Regions from separate parts of the Mus musculus genome. Here all the other regions are linked to region 1. Evidence: chromatin contacts called from public Hi-C and promoter capture Hi-C data. All regions are on one chromosome and are shown on one strand. The core of a region is the stretch at or near the end of the contact, and the rest is flanking DNA. Distances in the headings are between cores, read along the strand shown. Region 1 holds the start of Ncoa3 (nuclear receptor coactivator 3). Region 2 holds the start of Slc2a10 (solute carrier family 2 (facilitated glucose transporter), member 10). Region 3 overlaps Eya2 (EYA transcriptional coactivator and phosphatase 2).

The links. Promoter capture Hi-C pulls out the DNA fragments that hold promoters and counts their contacts. Hi-C and Micro-C count contacts between places; a contact is called where the count stands out from the background.
Region 2: a contact with region 1 is called in a promoter capture Hi-C map of hippocampal neurons, with 5 times the contacts expected there. The contact joins the promoter of Slc2a10 here to the promoter of Ncoa3 in region 1. A contact is called at or near these places in 6 of 39 promoter capture datasets (the 3T3-L1 cell line, 3T3-L1-derived adipocytes, frontonasal cranial neural crest and 2 more) and 2 of 115 datasets of contacts at active chromatin or transcription factors (astrocytes and memory CD8 T cells).
Region 3: a Hi-C map of CD4 T cells shows a contact between it and region 1, with 3 times the contacts expected there. The contact joins the enhancer-like site here to the promoter of Ncoa3 in region 1. A contact is called at or near these places in 1 of 484 Hi-C or Micro-C datasets (CD4 T cells), 3 of 115 datasets of contacts at active chromatin or transcription factors (effector CD8 T cells, memory CD8 T cells and pancreatic cancer cells) and 1 of 9 other capture datasets (pancreatic islet).

Annotation. Positions count from the first base shown.
Region 1 is chr2:165,990,197-165,994,384 of GRCm38.p6, forward strand. Ncoa3 (nuclear receptor coactivator 3) reads left to right here and starts at 2,441. Exons shown (of 23, transcript NM_008679.3): 1 at 2,441-2,562. It overlaps LOC115489489 (soluble scavenger receptor cysteine-rich domain-containing protein SSC5D-like), which reads right to left and starts at 3,585. Exons shown (of 2, transcript XM_030252296.1): 1 at 2,144-3,585. The coding sequence starts at 3,498. The coding sequence ends at 2,407.
Region 2 is chr2:165,501,894-165,506,081 of GRCm38.p6, forward strand. It overlaps Slc2a10 (solute carrier family 2 (facilitated glucose transporter), member 10), which reads left to right and starts at 2,004. Exons shown (of 5, transcript NM_130451.3): 1 at 2,004-2,155. The coding sequence starts at 2,152.
Region 3 is chr2:165,643,206-165,647,393 of GRCm38.p6, forward strand. The region is part of intron 1 of Eya2 (EYA transcriptional coactivator and phosphatase 2); the gene reads left to right. Among named protein-coding and RNA genes, the nearest start is that of Eya2, 50 kb to the left of the region's middle. Within about 2 kb of position 2,261, at least 29 of the 459 cell types and tissues checked have an H3K27ac peak or open chromatin away from gene starts, as enhancers often do.

The sequences.
Region 1 (4,188 bases), core at 1,191-3,690:
GATGGTTTTATATTTCATCTCAGTCAAGTGATCGACAAGTTGTATTCCTTAGGTTTTTAAAAGTCACCCTGGTGGTCTGTTCTTTACATCTACAACATGGAATGTGGCCAGTAGAATACATTCCTTTTTGGAATTTGAACTAGTTTTTCTCTCTTCCTCCCTTTCTCCCTCCATCTTTCTTCCTTCCAGTAGGCTCTTATTGGGTGGCCCTGCATGCCTGGCCCCGTCCTCTTGACAATCCTGTTGCCTCAGCCTCCTGAGTCCTGGGATTGCAGGATACCATGTGTAGGCTGGCCTGGGATTTCAGACATAGTGGAGGATAACCTTTGTCCTTTTACCTCCTAAATGGAAGGATTACAGGTGTGTCCTACCAGGCCTAGCTCTGGTGCTAATCTTGTTGGTGATGTAAGCACTGGGGCCCTCAAAGGACAGGGACGTACAAGAAGGCTGTGTGCAGGGCTGGCAGCTGCTGTTGGGTCTTGCCTGGGACCTCAGCCTCTGTCAACTGGTGCTTCCTTTCCCTCTGGATTCTCATAGAGCTAGAGTTGGGGCCAGGAAGGAGGAAGTAGGAGCTGGCAGCATTCTCAAGCTCTAGGCCTGTGACTTGTGTTTCCTTGGGGCAACAGTCTTAGAACCAAGCCTAATTCGAAGAAGGGACACAAGTCAATCCCTTCATGGAGGAGTGGTCTGGGCAAACAGGGAAGGATGAAGGATGAAGGCAGCATCTTCGCTGATTATCTACCTGAGCAAGTCAATCAGCTACTTTAAATTTTGGCTCTAGCACCGGCCAGATGCTGTTGCAGGGTCACCTGCTTACCCCACCCAAAGCAGCGGCATGTCTGCCTTCTTTTTGGATCTTTTACTGAAACAATTGAATTATTTTTTTACTGTTCATATCTGTTATGCTCTCAACATATACATATATAAAGATTATGTATATGTCTGAATATGGATAAAATTTTAGTACAGTACTGTGCTTGAATCAGTAATTATTTATTTTAATGTACTTTTGTTACATTTAGAATTATTATTACTATTTTTAGTTTTAAGATTAGATTTCTCTATGTAGCCCTGGATGGCCTGGAACTCAGAGATCCACTTGCCTCTGCCTTCTGAGTACAGGGATTAAGGGTGTGCACCACCACACCAGGTTTGGGACTTGGCTGCTGTGGGAATAACTCCAAGGGTAAACAGTGGACACTTGCAGAACAGTAAAGTAGTGCAGGTGGGAAATCCTTGAGGTGACAGCAGAACCTCAGGATAGGGTTAGTCTTATTCACACTGAAGACATTTTATACAGTTGTGTCCCAAGACGTCCTCTATTTTTTCCCATTAACTCCAAATTCCTTTACAAGTTCTTTTTACCTAAGAACTATCCATAAACCGGGGTTGCTAGTGCATGCCTTTAATCCAGCACTAGGGAGGCAGAGGCAGCCAGGTTTCTAAACTGGAGTCTAGCCTGGCCTACATTTATTGAATTTAACTTTGGCCTTATTTATTTTGGTCAGACTCCCCTCACCCCCATCCCCAACTTGGCTTTAAATCCCTGCTTTGAAGGAGGACTTTGAGTTTTTGTTTCTTCTGTTTCTGCCCCGGAGCCATGGGGTCACTGGGATTGCCTTCACTTGCTACCATCGGTTTTCTTGGAGGAGAGGCTGGTTCTGTAGAATGCTGCACATTCTGCGCTTTAATTTTTTAAAAAATTATTTATTTATTTATTTTCCTATTCCGTTAGATTCAGGTCACTTAACTTGGTAGTTTTCTGCTTTCTGCACTGCATCCTATCGGGGACATGGCGTGACAGTTTGAGTCACCTTTGGTGGCACCGAGTTTAAGATGTTCTTGGTTAAGGTGCTGTCTCTCAGTAATTCCCACTGTAAAGCAAGCTGTTCTCTGGTTTAAATCACAATACGCAGAGACCAAACCTGAGGACCAACACCTTGTGAGCCAAAACCTTTTTTTTTCCTTCGAGACAGGGTTTCTGTATAGCCCTGGCTGTCCTGGAACTCACTTTGTAGATCAGGCTGGCCTCGAACTCAGAAATCCGCCTGCCTCTGCCTCCTGAGTGCTGGGATTAAAGGCGTGTGCCATCACCGCAAGGCCCGAAACCTTTTCAAGTCAGTGACTTAGCAGGGCTCCTGACCTCGGGCCTCAGTTTGCTCCTCTGAAAAGTAAGGACAACGCCCCCTCAGCTACTGGTCTTGTGGGACGGTGCTTGGCGCACAATGAACACTCCATTGAAGTCAGGAATTCCAGGATGGAGACAGGCAAACGGGAAAACGAACCCAGAACGTCCTCTTCACCTCCAGCGGCTGGGTGAGCTGAGGGGAACCCAGGCCTCGCGGCCACGCCCCCTGCCTCGCGCACGGCCCCCTGGGACCCGTAGTGCTGGGCGTGGCCGCGGGACTACAAATCCCGGCGGCCCCCGCGCCGCGGCTTCAGCGGCGGCTGCCTCAGCTCCTCAGAGCGCCGGCGGCGGCCTCGGCGGAGTCGGTGTCGGCGGCCGGGGCTGAGCTGTGAGTTTCCGATCGAGAACAGCGTTGGGGAAGATGGCGGCGAGCGGTGAGTGGAGAGAAAGGCAGTGGCGAGCGGCGGGCGAGGCCGGCGGCATGGCCTGAGGCGGGGGTCCTGGGGTCGCCAGTAACGCGCGGCGCAGGCGACAGGGATCGCGCGGGCGGCGCTGGGCTCCGGGGCCCGTGCAGGGTCGCGAGGAGTTCGCGGCCGCGGCCTCTGCTTGCCGCTGGGGCTCCCCCCGCCGAATCTCGGGTCGGAGAAGCTCAGCCGAGTCTCCTCTTCCCGCCGGCGCCGCCCGGCGGAGCGGACACGGGCGGCTCCTCCGGCCGAAGCTGCGGCTCCGCTGCGAGCGGGCGCGGCGGACACGGAGTGTGCGGTGCCCGCGGGGTGTGTGCGGGGTGAGAGTGGGGTCTGTGGCGTGTGCGGGGTGTGTGGCATGGATGTGGGGGTCTGCGGGTTGTGCCAGGTGTGTTGGGTGGCCCCGGAGTCCGCCAGGTGTGTGGGGTGGATGCAGGCTGCGTGTGGGGGTCTGCAGGGTGGATGCTGGGCGAGGGAGCTGAGTGCGGTGTGCGAGGTGTGTGCTGGTGTGTGCCGGGTGAGTGGAGGTGCGAGGGGTGAGTGCAAGGTCTGCGGTCTGTGCGGGGCGAGGACCGGGTGGATGCGGGGTCCGCGATGTCTCCAGGGTGGATGCTTGGCGGATGAGGAGTCCGAGGTGTGTGTAGCGTGGATGCAGGGTCGGCCGTCTGTATGGGATGAGTGTGGGGTCTCTCCCTCTCTGTGCGGCGTGGATAGGGGCTCTGCCGTCTTGTGTCGGCTATCATCGAGGTCGCTTTCATCTTCTGAAATTCCCAGTCTAGGTTCGTTCATTGATTCTGTTTGCAGTAGTTTAAATGAAGTGGGAGGCAGTGCTACTTCCCTAGGCAGCTTGAGGGTGGCTAGGGTGGAAAAGTTAAGCAGGAGAGCAGCTCGGAGAGGCCAGAGCATCGTAGGCCCGCGGAGCAGGAGCCTAGGACTCCACACTGTATGACACTGGAAGGTTGGAAAGTGTCTTTAAGTCGAGAAACTTTTTCCCCCTCCCAAATGCGAAGACTTCCTTTTTTTTTTTTTTTGGTTGCAGTTTCTGAGTAGCGCTTCAAAGCCAACTTGTTTTTGTAATTAAGCTTGTGAGGTTAAAAACCAGGAAGGCGAGTCAGTCCCCTGTCTGCTGAAGGGCTAGGTGGACGAATAAGATGAGAGGTCCTGTATCAGGGTTTCTGGACTGAGATTTAAATGTCGGGGACCCTCGGCTTGGTTGACAGATCTCTGCTGCGCCAAAGCCTCAGCATTTGTTCCTGCAGGTTGTTGCAGAAATGAGTTGCTGGAGCTAAGGGTGCATGCATTCAGATCTTCAGCAGATACGGCTGTGGACTAACAGGGCAGTGCAAACCTCTGAGTTTGTGAGCCGTTTGTTCTTTTAAAACCTTAAATGGTTATCAAGTATTCAGAATAGGTTTTTTCCACATCGGATACCCAACTGAAAAGGTCTGAAAATACTGAAAAAGGAATCTCTTCCACTAGAAACCCTGTCTGTGGCAATGACTGTTAGCATTTCTTGCAGTAAGTTTGGCTTTGGAACTAAAGACTAAAGTATTTTCATTAGAAACAAACCCCAGCTGGTATATACTGAGAGCAGGA
Region 2 (4,188 bases), core at 754-3,253, 490 kb before region 1:
ATAGATAGATAGATAGATAGATAGATAGATAGATATAGTGTTATATAGTGTTACATATATTGTCAGTGTGGGCTTCCTCACAGCAGGGCTGGCAGCTGGACTTTGTCATCGTCAGCTGTATGAGACAGGGTCTCCCTGAGTAGTCTAAGCTGCCCTCAATCCTCCTACTTCAGCTTCTCAGTTGCCAGCTTTATGGATGTGTGCCACCAATCCCAGTTCAGTCAGACTCACCTTGAGGGTCAGGGTCCCAGCGTCCTAGGGTCTCAGCCCAGCTGTCACATGGCTTGCTACTCCCTGCAATCTCTTGGTGTACACACACTAGGGAGAGAGAGTGAGAAATTCTGGGCTGTGTTTTCAAACTTTGTAGTCTTTCCAGACTCCAAAGGGCCCTGCCTCAGAAGGTCTGGTCTACAAACATCTCTTTGTCAGTGTCTTAGTTAGTTAGGGTTTTATGGCTGTGAACAGACACCATGATCATGGCAACTCTTACAAAGGGCAACACTTAACTGAGGCTGGCTTACAGGTTCAGAGGTTCAGTCCATTATCATCAAGATGGGAGCATGGTAGCATCTGGGCAGGCATGGTACAGGAGGAGCTGAGAGTTCTACATCTTCATCTGAAGGCTGCTAGCAGAATACTGGCTTTCAGGCAGTTAGGATGAGGGTCTTAAAGCCCACACCCACAGTAACACACCTACTCCAACAAGGCCACACCTACTCCAACAGGGCCACACCTTCTCATAGTGCCACTCCCTGGGCTGAGCATACACAAACCATCACAGTCAAGGTACTTGTGTTTTCCTAAGGCACTTGGCCCTCTTGGAGAAAGTGCTCCTGAGACAAAGCCTGTGTGTGAGCAAAGGAGAGGCTGGGGAGGGCTGTGCTCACTTGTGTGCTGAGCCTGCCTCTGGTCCTGGAGTGAGAATTACTGGCATTGTCCCTAACCTAGGGGTCAAAGCCATCCCCTCCTCCATTCTACATGGATGCCCAAAGCCATTTGGCAGTAGGCACAGAACCCTACGTCTCCCTGCCCAGCCTCCTGGCAATCTTTACCAAGCCTTCCCCTGATTTGCCTACATGTCTCCATCCCAACCATCAGCATCAAAATGGCTTCCTCTCTTTTTGCATCAGCTGCCCAGCTCCCATCCTTGCCCATGTAACCATCAGAATTTGTCTCCTTCAACTGGGATAAAACTCCTCGTTCCTGGTCTGGGGCTAGACTCCATGGCAGAGTGCCTGCCTGGCATACGGAAGGCCTTAACTTCAGCTCCCAGCACTGCAGTGAACCCAACACTTATATTCCTGACAGAACCCCAAGATCTCAGGATGGCGCCCTGGTCCACCCACTCCTCTCCACTTGACCTCTCTGAACCCCTAGATTCCAGACCCTCAGCCTTCACTTCGTATGCTCCTTTGTTCCCCACTGGCTCCTTTGCTGTCCCCTTTGCTGTCCCCAGGGCCTGGTCCATCAGGACAAACCAACCCAGCCATCCCCAGCTGCCTGGCTCGGTGCCCAGGCTAATGCTCTCCAGCTGCCCTTCCTTATACTGCTGGGCTCCTCTGACTCCTTTAGATCATTTTTTCTTCTGCCTTTAGAAGTAAGCGCCATAGGAAGAAGGACCTTGTCTGCCTTGTTCCCTGGGGCACCCCAAGTCCAAGCCAGTGTTCCTGTGGGATGGAGAGGGAATGGTGCTGAATGGCTGTGATGTCAGAGGTGCTGAGTGGGGTGGGGGTGGGGGTACACATGGGAGAGGCCGGCACAGGATGTGTGTGTGTGTGTGTGTGTGTGTGAATATGGGTGAGACCTGGCACAGGGTGTGTGTGTGTGTGTTTGTGTGTGTACACTGGGCAGGCCAGTGAAGGGTGGGCCACAGTGACTGTGGAAACTATTTGTAGAGTGACAGTTTCTCCGGGGAAACTTGAAGTAAGTTCCTTTGTGGGGCAGCAGGGCCGCCACAGCATTGGCTGTCGGGCGGTACCGGGCTACCCTCCGTCCCGCCCCCCAGGCTCAGACCGGGCTGGCCAACGTGGCGGAGGGAGAGCGCAGGCCCCAGCTCTGGGGAAAGTTTGTCCGCCACTGCTACAGCGGGGATTTGACCAGGACACGCGGGACCCAGAGCCCAGCCCTGCCGCCCAGCGCTACTCGCTAGCTATGGGTAAGTCGCGGCCACGGATCTCGATCCACCCCTCCCCTCCCCTGGACCCTGCGAAAGGCAGGGCGGTCCCCCCCCCCCACCCCCTCCGCCCGTCCATCCGCCTTCCAGGGGAGTGGCCTGGCCGCAGGGAGCCCCCTGGAGCCCCAGGGCAATGATTCTGCAGACAGGGCCTTGGGATAGTTCCACAGACATGGTCGCTTTGGGGTGTTGAGGCTGTTGGGGGCTCTGAGGGGACTCCAGTTCTGCAAACTGAGTCATAGACCCCGGAACCAAGCCAGCCAGCAGGTCGCTGAGCACCTCAGTGCTCGGTATTGCCCTAGGGGCAGGGCACTGACAGGGACAGATTAAGATGGAACTCCTGGGCTGGATTTGACTTCAGTGAGAGGAGACAGGTCCACTAATGCAGAGTTCCAGCCAGGAGGACAGGGGGTCAAGATTTCTGTTATCTTTTCTGGATTCAGAAACTTAAATGCCTTTAGCATAGTCAGTTTCTCATTCTTCAGTGGGCATGAGGTTCAGAGCACGCGCAGGGAGGGGCTGGGACACACAGTGAAGAAAGAGACTCTGCTCTCAGTCTCGGAGGTGAGAAGCTGGGGACCAGGTAATGAACAGGAGCTGTGGCACACACAGGGGTACGAAGGCCAGGAGGTATGTTCCTCTGGTAGCAAAGGAGACCAAGGCAGACCTGAAGCCTTGCTCAGAAGTGGGTTTTGCTGAGACGTGGGTGGGGGGATTGGGGGGAAAGGTGGGGGAGTAGGAGTGGGAGGTGGGGGTGGAATGAGGTGTGTGTGTGTGTGTGTGTGTGTGTGTGTGTGTGTGTGTGCTCCCAGATGGCAGAAATGCACATTGGGGTCCAAGCCAGTAGCACAGCAACTCAGTGGATAAGGGGAGGGGGCTGAGAGTCGAGTAGGGGACAGATCATGCTGGGCTATGAAGAGATCTTTGGATGTCATTCCAAATGACAAGGGAAGCTGGAGGATTCAAGCTGCAATGATGGATGGGGTAATTTGTCTGTTAAAACCTTACCCTAGGCTGTTCAGGGGAGAGTCATTGTAGCTAACACTGGTTGTGAGATAGCTATTGTCCCATTTGTAGATAACGTGGTTCACAGAAAGGTTCACTCTCTCAGCCCTCTCTGGGAATAAACACTGTTCCTCTAACAGGTTGAAACAGGAGAATAGCAAGGAAAATTTGGGCTAAAGGAAGAACCAATTCCAGAAAGGCAATTAGGAATTCCTGGAGATCCATGCCTGACTTCTGGGACTCTCAGTGTCATGATATGAGCTTCCATGGGCTTAAACTGCCTTGTCTCTATCAACTGAGAGACTAAGGACCACAGGCCTCTGTCTGGGCTGGCTCCTTCGTGGCTTTCCTTGGGGGATGGTCCGGTACCTCTAGTTCCTGGGGATCTCCATGACAAAGTTCTGCCATCTGCTCCAGGTGTGGCAGGGTCCTCTGGGATCCATGGCAGCAGTGACTTCAGAGTCCCTGATGTAAACCCTGAGGAAACCACTTCCTAGGTGGCTCTGGGCCAGCACAGTATCCCCAAGGAGCCTCTTCTCTCCCAGGAAAGACTCTTAATTAAGTTTATAGCTTTGTAGCGGTGGTGGATGGGACTTGGTGGAGTTCTCAAACGCCCACAAAGCATCCCGACTATCATCCCAATACGATGTGCTTGACTTCTTTCTAATGGTGTGAATCTCTTCAGGGACCTTGCATTCCTCGGGCCCAACTTTACATAGGATTCTCAGACTAGGCTGTCCTGCTCTGGCTCACAACTCTCACTGTAAACCTGGCAAAAAGCAGCTACCAATAGCTATGTCATAGCCTGCCTGTGACTACCTTGAAATTCCCATTCAGCGTTTTAAAAAATCACTTTTAAAAAAATTATGTGTGTGTGTGCGTGTGTATGTGAGATGTGTGTGTATGGAAGAGAAAGAGAGGTGGTAACGATGATGATGTATGTGCGTGAGTGCGTGTGTGTGTGTGTGTGTGTGTGTGTGTGTGTGTAGATGGGTGGGAAGAGGAGTACA
Region 3 (4,188 bases), core at 1,011-3,510, 350 kb before region 1:
TGGCTGAAACATAAACTTCAGGGTCAATGGTAGACCTTACCTTGAAATAATAAACAAACAAACAAATGAAGTGGAGAAGTGACTGAGGAGGACACCATGGTCACCTCTTGCATCCACCTATACCTGCATCCCCCGCCCCTATTCATACATACATGTACCACACACACATGTAGATGAGCCACAGTGAGGTTGCGAGTCCCTCGGCATGATCCTGCAGCATATGTGACAGCTACATGCTGGCTGGCCTCAAGGAGAGACGTGGGCTGAGGATGGAAGATTTTGTTGAGAGCTAGATCAGCCAAGGGTGTGCTTGGAGAGGTGAGTCCCTGAGCCGCAAAGAATGGCAGAAGCAGTCCCTCAGCCTGCTCCAACAAGTGAGCGGCCGGGCTGTGTTGAAACAACTGACTGCAAGCAGCCAATGGGGAATGGAGGGCTCATGTCCACCTCTGCCCTCACTCCCTGGCATCCTCTCAGCTCTTATTCTGAGGTCCTGGGTATCAGCACTCAGGCCCCAGCCTGCCTGCATTTACAGCCTCTCACCGAGAGAGAGCAGAGCCGTTGACCTCACTGAGCAAGGTCAACCATGAATGGGTGCGGAATTCACACCCAAGACTCCCTACCTCCAGAACAAAGGGATCAAGAGACAAAGCTCAACTGCTTTTTGATCTCTCAAATCTGTAGTCTCCTGTCTCTAATTCTGACCAGCAATTGTAGACCCAAGTTAGATTTCCAGACCTGGGGAATCCCTCAGACTCACAGTTCACCCTCAGCCTCTAAGAATACCTGAGCCCTAAGTGCCTCTCTGGGGCCTGAGCCTGTGTCTCATACCTCCAGAGTCTGGCTGGTCCTGCCTTCCCATTGTCAATGGCTGTTTTCCTTGGCTCAGGAGGGAGACAGGTGATCCCACCTGGTTGATTCGGGCCCGGGCCTGTCCAGTCTCCCAGACGCTGTGAGGCTTGGCCTCCTGACTCTGCTGGGCTTGGCACTGCTTAGCTTGCCTTGGCTCCTGTCTGCCAGGCTGGGCCCTGTAATGACGAGTGGCCCTTTTTCAGAATGTTTGTCCAGTCAAGGTTGACAACATTTCCAAGCCACTGTCTGTTGATTTTCTTGGGAAGTCCTGGCTCTCTGGCTTTGTCTCCTCTGGCGGGGTGGAGCCCCACAAGGAGGGTGGGGGAGCCGGCTGTGTTTACAGAACCCCAGTCTGAAGGCTGGTAGCCATGCAGGCTGGGACGAGGTGAGCGGGTGACAGCGTTGATTCCATGAGGTGGCCTTGAGGAGTCTAGAAAGTGTGTGGGAAGGGAGTGATAACCACAGTGTCAACTCTGTGACACCAGGGATGGAGCCCATGGTCTTGTACATGCTGTGCAAGGGTTCTACCACTGAGCTACATGCTCAGCCCAACAATCAGGACGGGAACAAGAACATAGTGAAGTCTTTTAAACTTCATTCATTCATTCATTCATTCATCTGTTCATCTAATCATTCACTGGACAAGAATTCATTCAATGCATAGTCTATTGCAGCCTCTGATCTGAGCCTTAGGGACACAGCAGAAACCATCTGGTTTCACACTCTACCCTCCTGGAGCTTACACCAAAGTCTCAAACAATGTGGTCCCAAAAGTGTGGGTTACACACACACACACACACACACACACACACATACACACACACACACACACACACACATACACACACATACACACACACATACAAACACATACATACACACATACACACACATACACACACACACACACACATACACACACATACACACACACACACGCACACACATACACACACATACACACACACATACACACACATATACACACACACACATACACACACACACACACAAAGACTGAGAGAGAGAGAGAGAGAGAGAGAGAGAGTTTAAATATTATAGTAGCCATAGGAACAAACTGAGAAACCTTTCATTTAACACAGTGTAACAGGCTATCATCCACTTGGACAGAGTCAGCATTGCCAGGCCACTGTGCACTGAGCTGTTGGGTTTGGTTCTGGTTCTTGCTGAGCTGCAGTGGTAGGATACCTGTCTATCTGGACCAGCACCCTGAGACCTGGTGGCTCACGTTGACGGTACAGGATCTGGACAGAGAGGGTGAGTGCCACGCAAGGGAACACTCGGCTGTCCACCTCACCGTGATTTGTGGTCTTTGACAAACAGGGTGCCTGTGAGACTGGGTCAGGGCGCTGTGCAAACCACTCTAGGGGGACGCAGCAGGATGGAAACTTCCTGAAACATGATTGGCAGTGGGAGTGTCCCAGGAGGGCTTCCTGGAAGCAGTGGCAGGGTAACAATGCCTAGCAGTGAGGAAAGGGAATGAGGTACAAGGACAGAAGGAACATGAAGTGCAGATGGGGTGGAAGGCAGGGAGGGCAGGGATAGGTGTAATGGAACTAGGTCCTTTGAAGCCACAACAAGGCTCCAGAGGCTCAGTCAGTAGCCATTGTCTCTCACCCCAGGACCTCCCACCCCAGGTCCTGCCTGGATGCTAAGACTAAGCCCTTTGTTGGTGATTAGCCAGGTATGGCCATGCGGCTCAGGTTTGGCAATGAGACAGGGGAAGTCTCCTGGAGGAGGCCCTCTTGGAGGAAATGAAGGTGTATGAAGGGAGTCTCTTTCCATTTCCTTCCTTCCTGTCAAGTGAGGTGTATGCAGTCCTAAGACACCAGGAGGCCAAGAGGTACACAAGGTTCTCAGCTAGGATCTTGACACTTGACCTTCCTGGGCCACCATACACATCCTCTGTACATTTGGCTTCCTTCCATATATGTGGTCAGCCCAGGGATAGCAAACACTTACCTGGTATTTTCTCCAGTGTGGGTTCTTCCTGGTAACACCTGTCATGGACACAGGCCTCTCTCCAAGACCCTCTGCACGGCCAAGGCAGAATTTACAGCTAAGCCTCACACCCGCATCCCCCACTTGGGGGCCACTTGAGAATATTAATATCGTCAGACATCTGCCTTAAGGGCTGCCTTCCCTCAGCACACCCTGCCCCTCTGTGTGTGTGCCCGCATGTGTGCGTGTGCACGCACGCACCTGTGCGTATGCGTGTGCATGCCTGTTCTTGTGGGCAGATATGTGTGTGTATGACCATGTGGCTGGCAGATATTGGTGTTGGGGATCTTCTCGGATGGTCTGCACTTTCTTTTTCGAGCCAGGGTCTCTCACTTTACCTGGAGCTTACTGTCTTGGCTACACTGGTGACAAGTGGGCATCCTCCTGTCCCTGTCGCCCCACCCCTAGGACTGCAGGCGCACACTGGTTTATGTTGGTACTAGGGATGCGGACAAAGGTCTTTGGGCTTCTGTGGCACATGTTTTATCAGCCAGGCTATCACCCTAGCCCTCTTTTGTAATTTTTTTTTTAATTTTAAATTTCAAGCTCCTGTCTGAAACTTTCATCCACCCCATTCCTCAGCTCTCTTCTAAAAAAAACATCTCTTGACCTTGGTACCTTTGCCACTCTGGGCAGGTGACTCCTTGCTACAGGGCTGCCCTGTGTCCTGTGGAATATCTAGCCGTGTCCTTAACCTCTGACCACTATACCCACCCCTTACCCAAACTGTAGCAACCAAAACTACCTCCAAATGCTGCCAGATGTCACCCAAAGGACAGTCCCTTCACCAGCAAGCACCACCAGCCACTGCTCAGATGTTCAATGTGTTAGTTCCTCTCCTCTCCTCTCCTCTCCTCTCCTCTCCTCTCCTCTCCTCTCCTCTCCTCTCCTCTCCTCTCCTCTCCTCTCCTCTCCTCTCCTCTTTATGTCTTTTACCCCATGAGCCAAGGCTTAGAGCGCCTTTTCCACCCAAAGAGCTAGTCCCCTGGCCTCGGCTTTGCATTTCTTCAACCAGGAGAAGCTGTTAGGCAGGGTGTGGGGAGGACAACTGTAATCCCAGAACTCAGGAGCCTGAGACAGGAGCATCACAAACTCAAGGCCAGCCTGATCTACACAGGAATCTCACCACTCACACCCACAAAGGAGGAGCAACCAGCGAGGTTCACCAGCCGGCCATGGGGACCTTGGCTTTTGGGAGCTAGGGCTCCATCTGTGCCCCCTCATTCCAGATTCCCAGGAATTAACTGCAGGGAGCACGTGGGGGTGGGGTGGGGCGCAGTGGTGGTTACTAAATGAATACCGGACAAGTGTGAGTAT